Linked DNA regions of Hordeum vulgare: region 2 is linked to region 1. A link is a contact called in public Hi-C data. All regions are on one chromosome and are shown on one strand. Each heading gives the region's core, a stretch centred on a gene start, on an enhancer-like site or on the middle of the called end of the contact. The rest is flanking DNA. Distances are from core to core; before and after follow the strand shown.

What was found. A called contact is a pair of places that touch in the nucleus more often than the background predicts.
Region 2: a contact with region 1 is called in a Hi-C map of leaf, with 4 times the contacts expected there. The contact joins two enhancer-like sites. A contact is called at or near these places in 2 of 6 Hi-C or Micro-C datasets (leaf and seedling) and 1 of 1 datasets of contacts at active chromatin or transcription factors (embryo).

What each region holds. Positions count from the first base shown.
Region 1 is chr6H:229,283,366-229,288,629 of MorexV3_pseudomolecules_assembly, forward strand. It overlaps LOC123406217 (probable magnesium transporter NIPA1), which reads left to right. Exons shown (of 11, transcript XM_045099703.1): 11 at 647-1,092. The coding sequence ends at 823. Among protein-coding and RNA genes, the nearest start is that of TRNAW-CCA, 29 kb to the left of the region's middle. Within about 2 kb of position 1,641, at least 1 of the 3 cell types and tissues checked has open chromatin away from gene starts, as enhancers often do. A contact at or near this core is called in leaf, where this site is marked.
Region 2 is chr6H:229,786,063-229,791,481 of MorexV3_pseudomolecules_assembly, forward strand. No RefSeq gene overlaps it. Among protein-coding and RNA genes, the nearest start is that of LOC123402722, 240 kb to the right of the region's middle. Within about 2 kb of position 2,564, at least 3 of the 3 cell types and tissues checked have open chromatin away from gene starts, as enhancers often do. A contact at or near this core is called in leaf, where this site is marked.

The sequences.
Region 1 (5,264 bases), core at 391-2,890:
CACAACCTTGTGCCGATTCAGTAAAGTTATTTAAGCTAGCAATCATTGAGGAAACGGCATAATCTCCTCACCATGTAGCGGTGAAACATTGCTATTGTCCTCGTCGCGGTAGAGCATTTTAAGTCCCCAATAGACGACCTAATGGCCTAGCCGGACATCTCGCATCTCATCGAGGAAAGTGGCCTTGTCCAACCACCAATGGTATCCAATAGAGGGGGAGACCAGAAACGTCACACAATTGTCCGATGAGTGAACATTGCTCATCCAAACTGCGCGACTAATCCAAGCAGCCAAGGTGCACCCCTCGGCTATCGTCTCGATAGCCGGCAACTAGAAATAACCATAAAAATCCGTGGCTAAGGCTTCCATAATCAATACATGGAATACGATAATGTAGTCATTGCCTTGCATATGTACACCCCTAGCCCATCTCCACAACATGTAGATAGTGGAAATATGCGACATTTTAAGTGCCCTGTAAGATTAATTTTGTAATACTGAAGTGGTTGCTTCTTTCCTTGATGAGTCGTGTACTGTAAACAATATCCTGGCATAATTATATGCATTAATAAATTGACCATTTGTTAAGTAATATGTATACATCATTTTCATCTGACTTAGGGCCATGGTTATTTCCCCATTTCAGGACTGGGTTTCACAGAGTGCAACACAGATAGCTACTCAACTATGTGGGTTCGTGACCATTGTTGCAGGGACTTTTCTACTTCACAAGACTAACACCAGCAGCACAGATAGACATGTGGAGAGGGCACCAACACCTCCGCCACCACCGCCACCTGATCAAATTCGTGTGCAGGGATGAAGCCTGCTTCCAAGTTACCTAACTTCAGCTCCACGTCTAACAAGTACCAAATGTACCAAAACTTTGAGACAACAAGCACATGCAATCTGATTGAATATTATATTGGTCTAGTAGTAGCATATAGTTGTGTTATGTTTTCCTTTTACCTGTATAGTTGAAGTGTATAAATATAGAGTATCCACTACACATGACTTTCTTTTTGAAAATTCCACTACACATGACTTTAAATTATGCAGATGGCTAAATAACCTTTGTTTTCTACAGCTTTACTAATCTTCTGTTTCTGTTTTTTTGTTGTTGTATAGCTGAGGTCTCTCCACAAGTTTTTGCTATTTTTTAGAGGAACAAAATCTTGCTCACATATCTTAAGGAAAAAAATAAATCTTGCTCCAAGTTTATTTGACCTATTTTAGAATAATAGGACGCCAAAACCCAAACAACTTATGAACATACTTTATGAATGATCCGTAAAGGGGCAAAAAGAAAATGCAACGAGAACTTAGGTGAACATTTTGAAAATGATGGTTTTCATGCACTGTCTACAAATATGTTTGTATGTATCGTGTCTGTAGTTGTCTTGTATTTTCTAATGACACAAAACTATGATCGGTGTCCATGTCTTTTTGGTGATACGTAAGCCGTTTACTTGCGTAGGTGAACTGAGTTTAGGATTATTTCTTTGACACCTAAGAGCAACTCCAACGCGTGCGTGTCCGTTTGGTCGCGGCGGACAGAAAAGTCGTCTCAACACACCGACTTAAATGGACGCACGCTTGTCTGTCAACCCATTTTTCAGTCTGATTTGCGTTGGCGTTTGTATTGGCGTGGACATGAGACGGGCACACACATCGCACGCGAACTACCCCTTGGCCAGCCAGTCGGTGGTAAAGCCTCCATAATTTCCCTTCACTTTCTCAAAACCTTCTCGTCGACGCGCGCTTCCGGCCGCTCGCCATGGATGACGATCTTGATGCCACCGTCGGCCTCGCCTTGTTCGGCATCACGACCGCACCCTCTTGCGTTCCGGCCGCTCGCCATGGACGACGATCTTGATGCCACCGTCGGCCTCGCCTTGTTCGGCATCACGACCGCACCCTCCTGCAAAGGCAAGCCTCGCGCCTGTCGGAATCAGGGCTTCACCGATCCGAGGAAAGGTTCGAACACTTGGGTGCGCTCGCTCTTCTATCCTGTTCTACCTCATGGCTTCATGGTGACTCTACGGTAGCGCGAGCTAAGGCGACGAGCTAGGACGCGCGAGAGTTTATCCAGGTTCGGGCCACCTTGCGGTGTAAAACCCTACTCCTGCTTGTGTTGGGATTGCCTGAGGTGGAAGACAGGTAGAAAGGTGGGTTCTTGCCCTACCCAGGGACGAGGTTGGATCCCCTTCTACGGAGGCCGGGCCTCTCCTATATATGGGCCTTGGTCCTCTTCCTCCGAAAACATTGGCGGGAAGGGTTGCCACAACGACCATTTTTGAAAGGGGACATGACTGCAGTCCGCCCTGACAAATATGGTCTTGGTGTGCAAAAGCTTCTTGTCATGACGCCCTGGTGGGCTTGGGGATGACCTCCATCCCGCGGAGCCTCCATCTTTAGTCTCCTTGCATCGAACGGGAAACCCTTGTGGGTCGCTATGGGGTGCATGCCAGCTGTCCCACCTTGCTTAGGAGGGAAGGGGAAACTCTCCTCGTACACAATCGCTAGCACTGCTCATGCGCCGCGTAGGCGGCCTGCCTCATCCACGTGAAGGAGCCGGGTCGTGGGACCTGGCCAAGTCGCCTTCGATGGGCTCACTCCACGGGGGCCTCAGGGGAAAACTTCGCGATGGGCGCCCTCCCGAGGCCCTTCACGACGACCTTCAAACGCTCACCTCGCGAGGCATGGCCCCTCACGAATGGTTCTCCTTACTGGGCTCGCCCCGCCGCGTCACGTCCGGGGCCGTAGGCCGACGGACCTGGGTACCCCCGGTCTCAGGGGCCCGACAGTAGCCCTCGGGCCCGCGTCGGGCATGACTCCTCCCAACGGGAGGGGCGAGGTGACGTGGGCCCCAACCGCCTATGGGTGAGGCTCGGCGCGCAGCGTTCGACACTACATGGGGCCCTTCCTTCCCGCGGCGCTTCGAGAATCGCCTCATGCGGGTAGGGGCAGATCATCTGTGCTGTGTGTGCCGTCGTTGCTCCCGATTGACGCCATTCATTCACGTCGTTTTTCCCGCGAAGACAGCCAGTTGGGGGAACGAGGCGACACAAGACGGAACCGCCCATAGGCCAACCGCGGCATGTGGCGCACGATGGGCACGTCGCCGCTACTCCCACGACGCCCCGGGTGCCGTGATCATGGCTATAAGACGACCACCCCCGGGGCGCGCCACCACATTGCTTCTTCCTTCTTCCTGTCCCCGTCCCGCTCTTCCACCCCTGTGCGAACGCCGCCTCCTTTCTTCCCCTTCTCGTTCAATGGCGACTAGAAGGGGCACCCCTGGCGACGAGGTGCACACGACATCTTTAGGGTCGCGGCTGGCCGCACCGTGATGGCGTAGGTCTGCCAGCGACGAGTAAGTACACCGCCACTGTTGCTTCTTCTCGCGTGTCTTGCTTGTCCTGATGAATCCTGACTGTTGGACCTTTCAGGGCGCCGGCGCCCCAGAGGTGTCGCGTGAGCCCGCTGGGGGCATCCCGCACGCCGCCTTCTGGGGAGGCCTTCTCCTCCTTGTGCGGCCTGATGAGACCTGTGGCACCCACAACCCCCGCCGAGGAGCCGGCCGGGCCCTCAGAGGGCGCGACCCAACTTGCCATGTTTGCCCCTCAGGGCATCGGGAGCGAGGTGGCCCCGGACCGCAGCGAACCCGCTTGGTAGGAGGACCGTCAACGGCTCAGGTGCGAAACACTCGAGGCGGAGACGGGCGCTCAGGGCCCAGCTGCGGAATGCCTATGCCGTGCTTCACGACGCACTCAGGGCGAGGAGAGCGCCAAGGAGGAGCTGGCCGCGCTCCAGGCCCAGATTGAAGAAGCCGCCGACGCCGTGCAAGCAACCAAGGACGACGCGACACATGCGCGGAAGATGGAGGCGCAACGTGCCAAGCAGTTCATGGAGCTTGCCCTCCGCACGAACAACGCGCCACGTCACTTCGTCAATACGCTCCGTCGCTGCCCCGCGCGCACCGCAATGGGGTCTACCTCGAGTTCTTCACCAAGGTGGTGGATGCGTTAGAGTCGGGCGTCTCCAAGGTGGACGGCGACTTCGACTCCAGGGCGCGTGACCTCCTGGGCGATGTGCTAACGCAGGTCTTCTCGAACCTGCGTCGCCATGATCCTACGTTCGACCTCCCCCTCGTGATGGGGCCGATGCCCGATGACCTCCGGTGCCCCCTCAAGGACGAGGTGAGCGAGCACGTGGAGTCCCTGGTGGAGCCGTTCATTTGAGCGGAGACCCCCGAAGCAAGCGGCAGCCCTAGCGCCGGGGCCCTCGAGGGCCACGATGAAGACAACGCCTCCTCCGCCTAGGCTTCCCCTTTCCCGTTGCACTCAAAATCACCCGACCCCATGTGGGGCATCAAATGTGTAATATATTTTTGTTTTTAACAACTCCTCTCTGTCATGCTTAGCGTGCCACTGCTCGTCTCGTGAGGCCTTCCGGCGCCCCTCGTCGTTTCCTTAGTCCCCGCCGAGAGTCCTAGTGAGGTCACACCTCAGCGGCCTTTTCCCACTGGGCAATGGGGCCTCGGAGGATAGCCCCCGAGCATTCCTTAGTACTCGCCCTTTCCCGGCCAGGCTGTCACTCCATGTTGCCTTGGTCGTTCTTCATCCCCCGAAGCAGCTCTCACGACCGTCCTGCGGTGGCGCCTTGAAATCCCTGATGTGGCCATGGGCCCAAGACTCGCGAGGCCGATGCCCTATTGAGGCATAGCGGTGGGCCGACCTGAGGCTACGACGCGCGCCGCGAGGCCAGAAACGATGCCCCTAGGCTTTCCTGGGCCCTCGGGCCCAACGGCTCGACCCGCGGGTGCATGTATCGATGCGTTTTATCTCGTAGTGGGGAACGGAGCGGTGCGAGTCTTACACACCGAAGAGTCGCGTGCGACACGTGGCAAGCAGGGGGCATCGGACGCTCCCGCTTCCCACGTCGCCTAGGTGTCCTCAGGCACCACGTTAAAGCCTGCGTGCAGCGCAGGGCCATTATTGCCCCCGTTAGTCTTCCAGCATTGGGGCGCGTGCGAAGCGGCATAGACCAACTGCCCGCTCGGCGGCTCCATATAAGGGCGAGGGGGAGGGACCCCCCTGCCCCAACCTTCTCATCCTTGCTTCCCACTCTTACTCACTATTGCCCCGGTAATGGCACCAGCGAAGAGGTCCATTGGCGCCGAGAGGAAGACGACATCAAAGAGAGGAGCGGGTGCGCGACGGTCGACGATGGAGGCATGACATCCCCACGCGCCTGTTGCT
Region 2 (5,419 bases), core at 1,314-3,813, 500 kb after region 1:
TGGGAAGGGAAAGGTGTATGAGCGCAAGAGGTGGCGAGGAAGACGGAGCAAGCGAGAGTAGAGGATTTGGCGAGCGTAACCGAAGGGTCTCGTCGACCGGAGTTAAATAGAACACCGACTGGGTCGCTGACGAGCGGGCCCGAAATCTTATCCGCCCAACCAGCCGCGGCGATATCGGCGGAAGAGTTGAAGGCGCGAGGAACGAGGAGTCAGGCGCTACTCGAGCGCGCTGACGTCGCCCCCGCTAAGCGCGCGGAACCCGAAATTTGAGATCCCGGAAAATCCGCCGCTGTCAGTTGACCGGTCGTGTCAAAAGATGCCGCGAAGGCACTCGGTTCCCGACAGTCCGTTCCGCAGAACACATTCACTCGGATCATTGGCCAGGAGAGATAGAATGGATAGAGGCAAGCAACGCCCAAGCCGAACCTAGTCCAGTCGGATCTGAGCATCGAGCACTGCTCTGACGTTTCAACCCCAATCCATTCGGGGACTAATGATGGGGTCATAGTCCTAGGGTAGGGTCACAGGCCTGTCCTACAGGTCCTACCCAAGGACTACCCCACGCAAGGGACAGGACCTTAAGTATGCCCGACTGTATTAAGGTGCCCCCATCATCCAGTCGGTAACGGGCTCAGGATCATCCAGTCGGAGACTAAGACTCGGAGGACACCGGACCTACCGACTGGATACACTCGGTGCGTCGTAACCTCCCTAGAGGGAAACTGCCGTACGTTTCCGGGTGCATTAACTAGCATTTATAGCATACGTTATCTGTAACGCATGCATTCAATCGCCACTACTCCACCCTTGAATCAGAACCGTTGTGGAGGGCAGCGCACTCTATATAAGCCGCCCTCCCCCACTGGTAAAAGGGTTAGAAAAACATTGTACTCCATATTACACTCGGTAACAAGCTCCAAGAACACTGAGACGTAGGGCTATTACCTCCACCGTAGAGGGGACTGAACTCATACAACCTCGCCGTAGCTAGGACTCTGCCCATCTCATTCGTACCCTACACATCTACTGTCAGGCTTATACCCACGACAGGTAAAGTGTGCAACCTCTGCAGAGTGTCAAACCTATTCGAATAGCCGTGTCCACGGTAATGGACAACCCGACCAGACCTCTGTAAATGGTCAACCGTGTTGATGTTAGTAATGATGGAAGAACTCATCTGAGTACGTAACAGTTGTGCATCATGTCGGTGTAACAGTTGGGCATTGTGCCGGTGTTACAGTTGGGCATCGTGCCGGTGTAACAGTTGGGCATTGTGTCGGTGTTACAGTTGGGCATCTTGCCGGTGTAACAGTTGGGCATCGTGTCGGTGTTAAAGTTGGGCATCGTGCCAGTGATAAGTCCGGGTATCCATCCTGTGGATACTCGCTAAAGGATCTTGGTAAGATCACATGAGTTGGTATTACCCGAGTACGGTGAGAGTAGTCTGATATAGTTAGTTCTCTGTTACTCCTGTAGTAATAACAACCCTTTACTTAATCTTGACTGCTATGATGTTGTCTTGCCTTAATGCTGATGTTTGTTGTGAGCTTGCGAGTACATTCAAAGTACTCACCTGGCTTGTCATGCCAGTTTGCAGGTCATGCCACGATTGTTTGATTGCCGAGGATTCCGAGTTGCGAGCTACGATGCGCGTTATAGCCAGAGTCCCTACGGAGTGGAGTTCATCACACCGGTAGTTGCTCCGCTGCTAGCGTAGGATTTACCGTAGGCAGGTGTAATATCACCAAGGCGATGTAATCCATGTATCCTTGTAATGTTTTCCATAGTAATAACAAGCTGATTTGTTCTGTGCCAACGGTTTCGTATTCCAAAAGACTTGTCCTTGGGCTGGAATACGGGTTGTTCCGGTTTCCTCTGAGTCGGGGTGCCACAAACATCATCTTCTTCTCCACAACCTGTCGTCCGGCCTCTTGCACTGCATCCATTGTAATAGCCCGGAACCGAAGTTCGAGAAGATTCTCCTTTTATTCCATTGTCATCGTGTAATTTATTTGTTTGTGGCATTCATCATTGCATCTTGCGCATCATTCGCATTGCATCAGCACTCCGTTGACGTCAGTTTTCAAAACTTACATCCGTGTTAGTTGCGGGTTCTATGTGTTGTCATCGTTGTCCGTTTTGAGACCCACCGCACACGCCTCGCGGCTCATTGAAATCTTATTTTTAAAACTGTGTATAAAACTTTCTCGGATGGGGTTGAAATTTGGTGTGCGGTTTTGTTTTAGTGTAGGTAAGCCACCTACCAAATATCCTCACAATCGGAGTCCGTTTGATACATGAACGATCGAACGTAGCGGCACCGTCATCGGTTATTTTTTCGGACGTTTCGGTGTTGAAAAATCTTATCACGGGCCGCACTAACTCCATCTCATCTCAGTCCACAATCTTCCCCACACTATCCAACCAGCCCACCTAATCCTACTAGCCCTGGGTCGCAATCGGAGCCGTCCAATCGCGATCGCAGGCCTCGAAATGCCCCAAAAGTCCCCTCTCCTAGCCCTATCTATAAATAGACAGCCAACCCAATCATTTTTGGACCAAACCCTAGTCCTAGCCCTTCCCCTACCTCTGCCCCGCCGCATCATGTCACCCTTCCACCACGCAGCCGCCACCTGAACCAACCACAACCACCAGCTCCACCGAGCCATGATCTGCACCGCCCGTGGCCAGATCGACGAACAGGGCACTCTGAACCAGCCGACCAGCTACTCCCAACCGCGGCCTGCCGAGGCCCAGGCGTAGCCCACCCAGGCATGGTTCAGCCGCTGCAGCACGTTGCGCCTGCGTGCCCTGCCTCCCCGCCACCAGGCTCATCGTCGCCGTGTCGCGATCTCGGCAAGCAGCCTCCCCTCACGCTCCCCTGCACGTTATGCAGAGGCAACCCGCCGGCATAACTCTGTCGGGTCGAGCCCTGCGCTCCACCACTGCTCGCCGCACCTCACACGTAGCTTAGCCGCGACCTAATCCCCCCGCCGGCTACTCATGCTGTCACAGACCGCCAGCCTCGCCTTCCCTCGCCTCTGCCGCCCGGATCCGGCGAGATCCGAGGCCGACACCCCCGGATCGGCCTCCTCCGGCCACCTCCACTCGTTAGAGCCCCGCCCGAGAACTCACCGAGTCCCGCGGCCGCTGTGTATGGCCTGCTCGGGATCGAGCAGGCGAGGTCAACGTCCACAACCCCGACATGCGTGTGTGGGCTGCTCCGGATCGGCTCGGTCGCCTCTCGAAGCGCCACACCGAGCAGCCGCCCCAGCCGGCCCAGCCGGTCCTGTGCCTCGACCTTGGCCAAGCCCACTTGGTGAGCTGCCCCCTCCCCGTTGCCTATATGTCGCCGAAGGCGACATTTTTTATATTGCGCCTAGTTCTGTGTTGGCCTAGTTCAGTAAAATTTGGCCATGTATACTTTTTTTCTGCTCAGACGAATTTAGCTATTTGTCACGACATTTTGTATTTTCAGAAAAGTGCATATTTCTAAATTGTTAATGACTATTTAACCGTGCATTGGATGAAAATAAGTTATATATGTGAAATTTCCAGAATTTTGTGTAGATTGATAATATTCCGCCTTCACGCATGTTAAAAATATTTTGCATTGTTTTGTGTGATGCCATATTAAAATGATTTAATTCGTAGAAAATTAACCATGCATCGGATTAAAAAACTTCATACATGAAAAATGCTTAAAATTTTGTGTAGTTGCACAATATCCGACTCTCACATGTGTTTAAAATGTTTAACTTGTTTTAATTTAATTTGCACCAATGCCATGTTAGAGTGGTTTATCTCATAATTAATCAATCGTAGCTCTGATTAAAATGATCCACATATGAAACTTGGCTAGAAAAATGTGAAGATTAACATGGTAGCATTTATTTTTCCTATTTAACAACTCTAAAATTTTGTTTAGGAAGATATGTAGAAAATTCGAAATCACATATGGGGACTTTCTAGAATTGATATTTGTTGTTCCGGCCTCATTTAAACTTGCTTAGAATTTTAAGTACTTTCATAATATCTTGTGCATCCATGTTTTAACATATTGTGACTGTCATTTGCATACATTATGCGTTCATGCTATATCATCTTGTTCTTGCACATATCCTTTAAACCGTAACTTCGTTTTAGATGATTCATATATGTAAATCGACAAGAATAACATGTAGAATCACATGACTCACTTTATTTTGTTGTTTAATAAATATAAAATGTGATTAGTACAAATCTAGACAGAGTTTGAAATTGACACATGGGGTCATTTCGGAGATGCTATATGTTGTTTCCGACCTCACTTGAAATGCCTAGATAGTGTAGATTATTTATACTTCACCTCTTGTCATGTTTAAACAACATTTAATATTGATGAGTATCTAAACGGGAGTGAACTAAATATATGAACGTGGAGTTTCGACAATATGCAACTTGTTGCATATTAAGCTTCACTTAATGTGTAGTATTCGATTGTTGTGAGGTGCAATGCCTTGCATAATTAAACTGGACATGCATCATAAGTATTTGTGCATCATGTCATACATATGTTGTGGTGAATATCGTGTGTGTTGGAATGTGAGGATTCGTTCGACTATATTGGTTCATCTGCTTCATAGATTCGTTCTTCTTCCAAGCAGGATCACACGCAAGATGGTCATTTCCCTAGATACCATTACTACCATTGTCATGCTAGTTATCTCGTTTCTTTTACTATGTCTTGCTGTCTATCACTTAAATGTCAGCCTGCCAACATTGTTATGAAAAGCCTCTAACCCTGCAAAACCTAGCAGTCCCTAGTTTAGCTATGTTACCGCTTGCTCAGCCTTCTTACGTCGTTGCTAGTTGTAAGTGCAGTTTATTCCATGTGAAAACATGGGTTCCTTATTATATCATCACATTGTTGCTAATTAATTTAGTGCACCTATATATTGGATAGAAGGTGCAAGGCTTGGCCTTCTAGCCTGGTGTTTTGTTCCATCTTTACCGCCTTAGTTTTGGCTATGAGTGTTTTGTTCCATAATTGAGTGCTTCTAACATGCTTGGGGTTGTTATGGGGACCCCCTTGATTTTATTTTTGAGATAAAACTCTTCTGGCAAGCCCCAACATTTGTACTACATTTGCTTAATAACTAATGAACCGCCTAGGGAGTAGTTAACCCGTGGATAATTAAACAACCCTCGGGCAAGTGTTCCTAATGAGTGTTGGTCCAAACTAGAGCATTGTGCGGGTCCAACCCAAGGCAACTTGGGTGATTCGTATTAGGCACACGTACGCGTCGCTTATCTGTCGTGTCCTGAGAACGAGATACGTGGCTCCTATCGGGATCGTCGACACGTCGGGCGACCTTGCTGGATTTGTTTTAACTTTCTCGAACATCTTGTGCAAGGTATTTTGAGGATACTTTGGGCT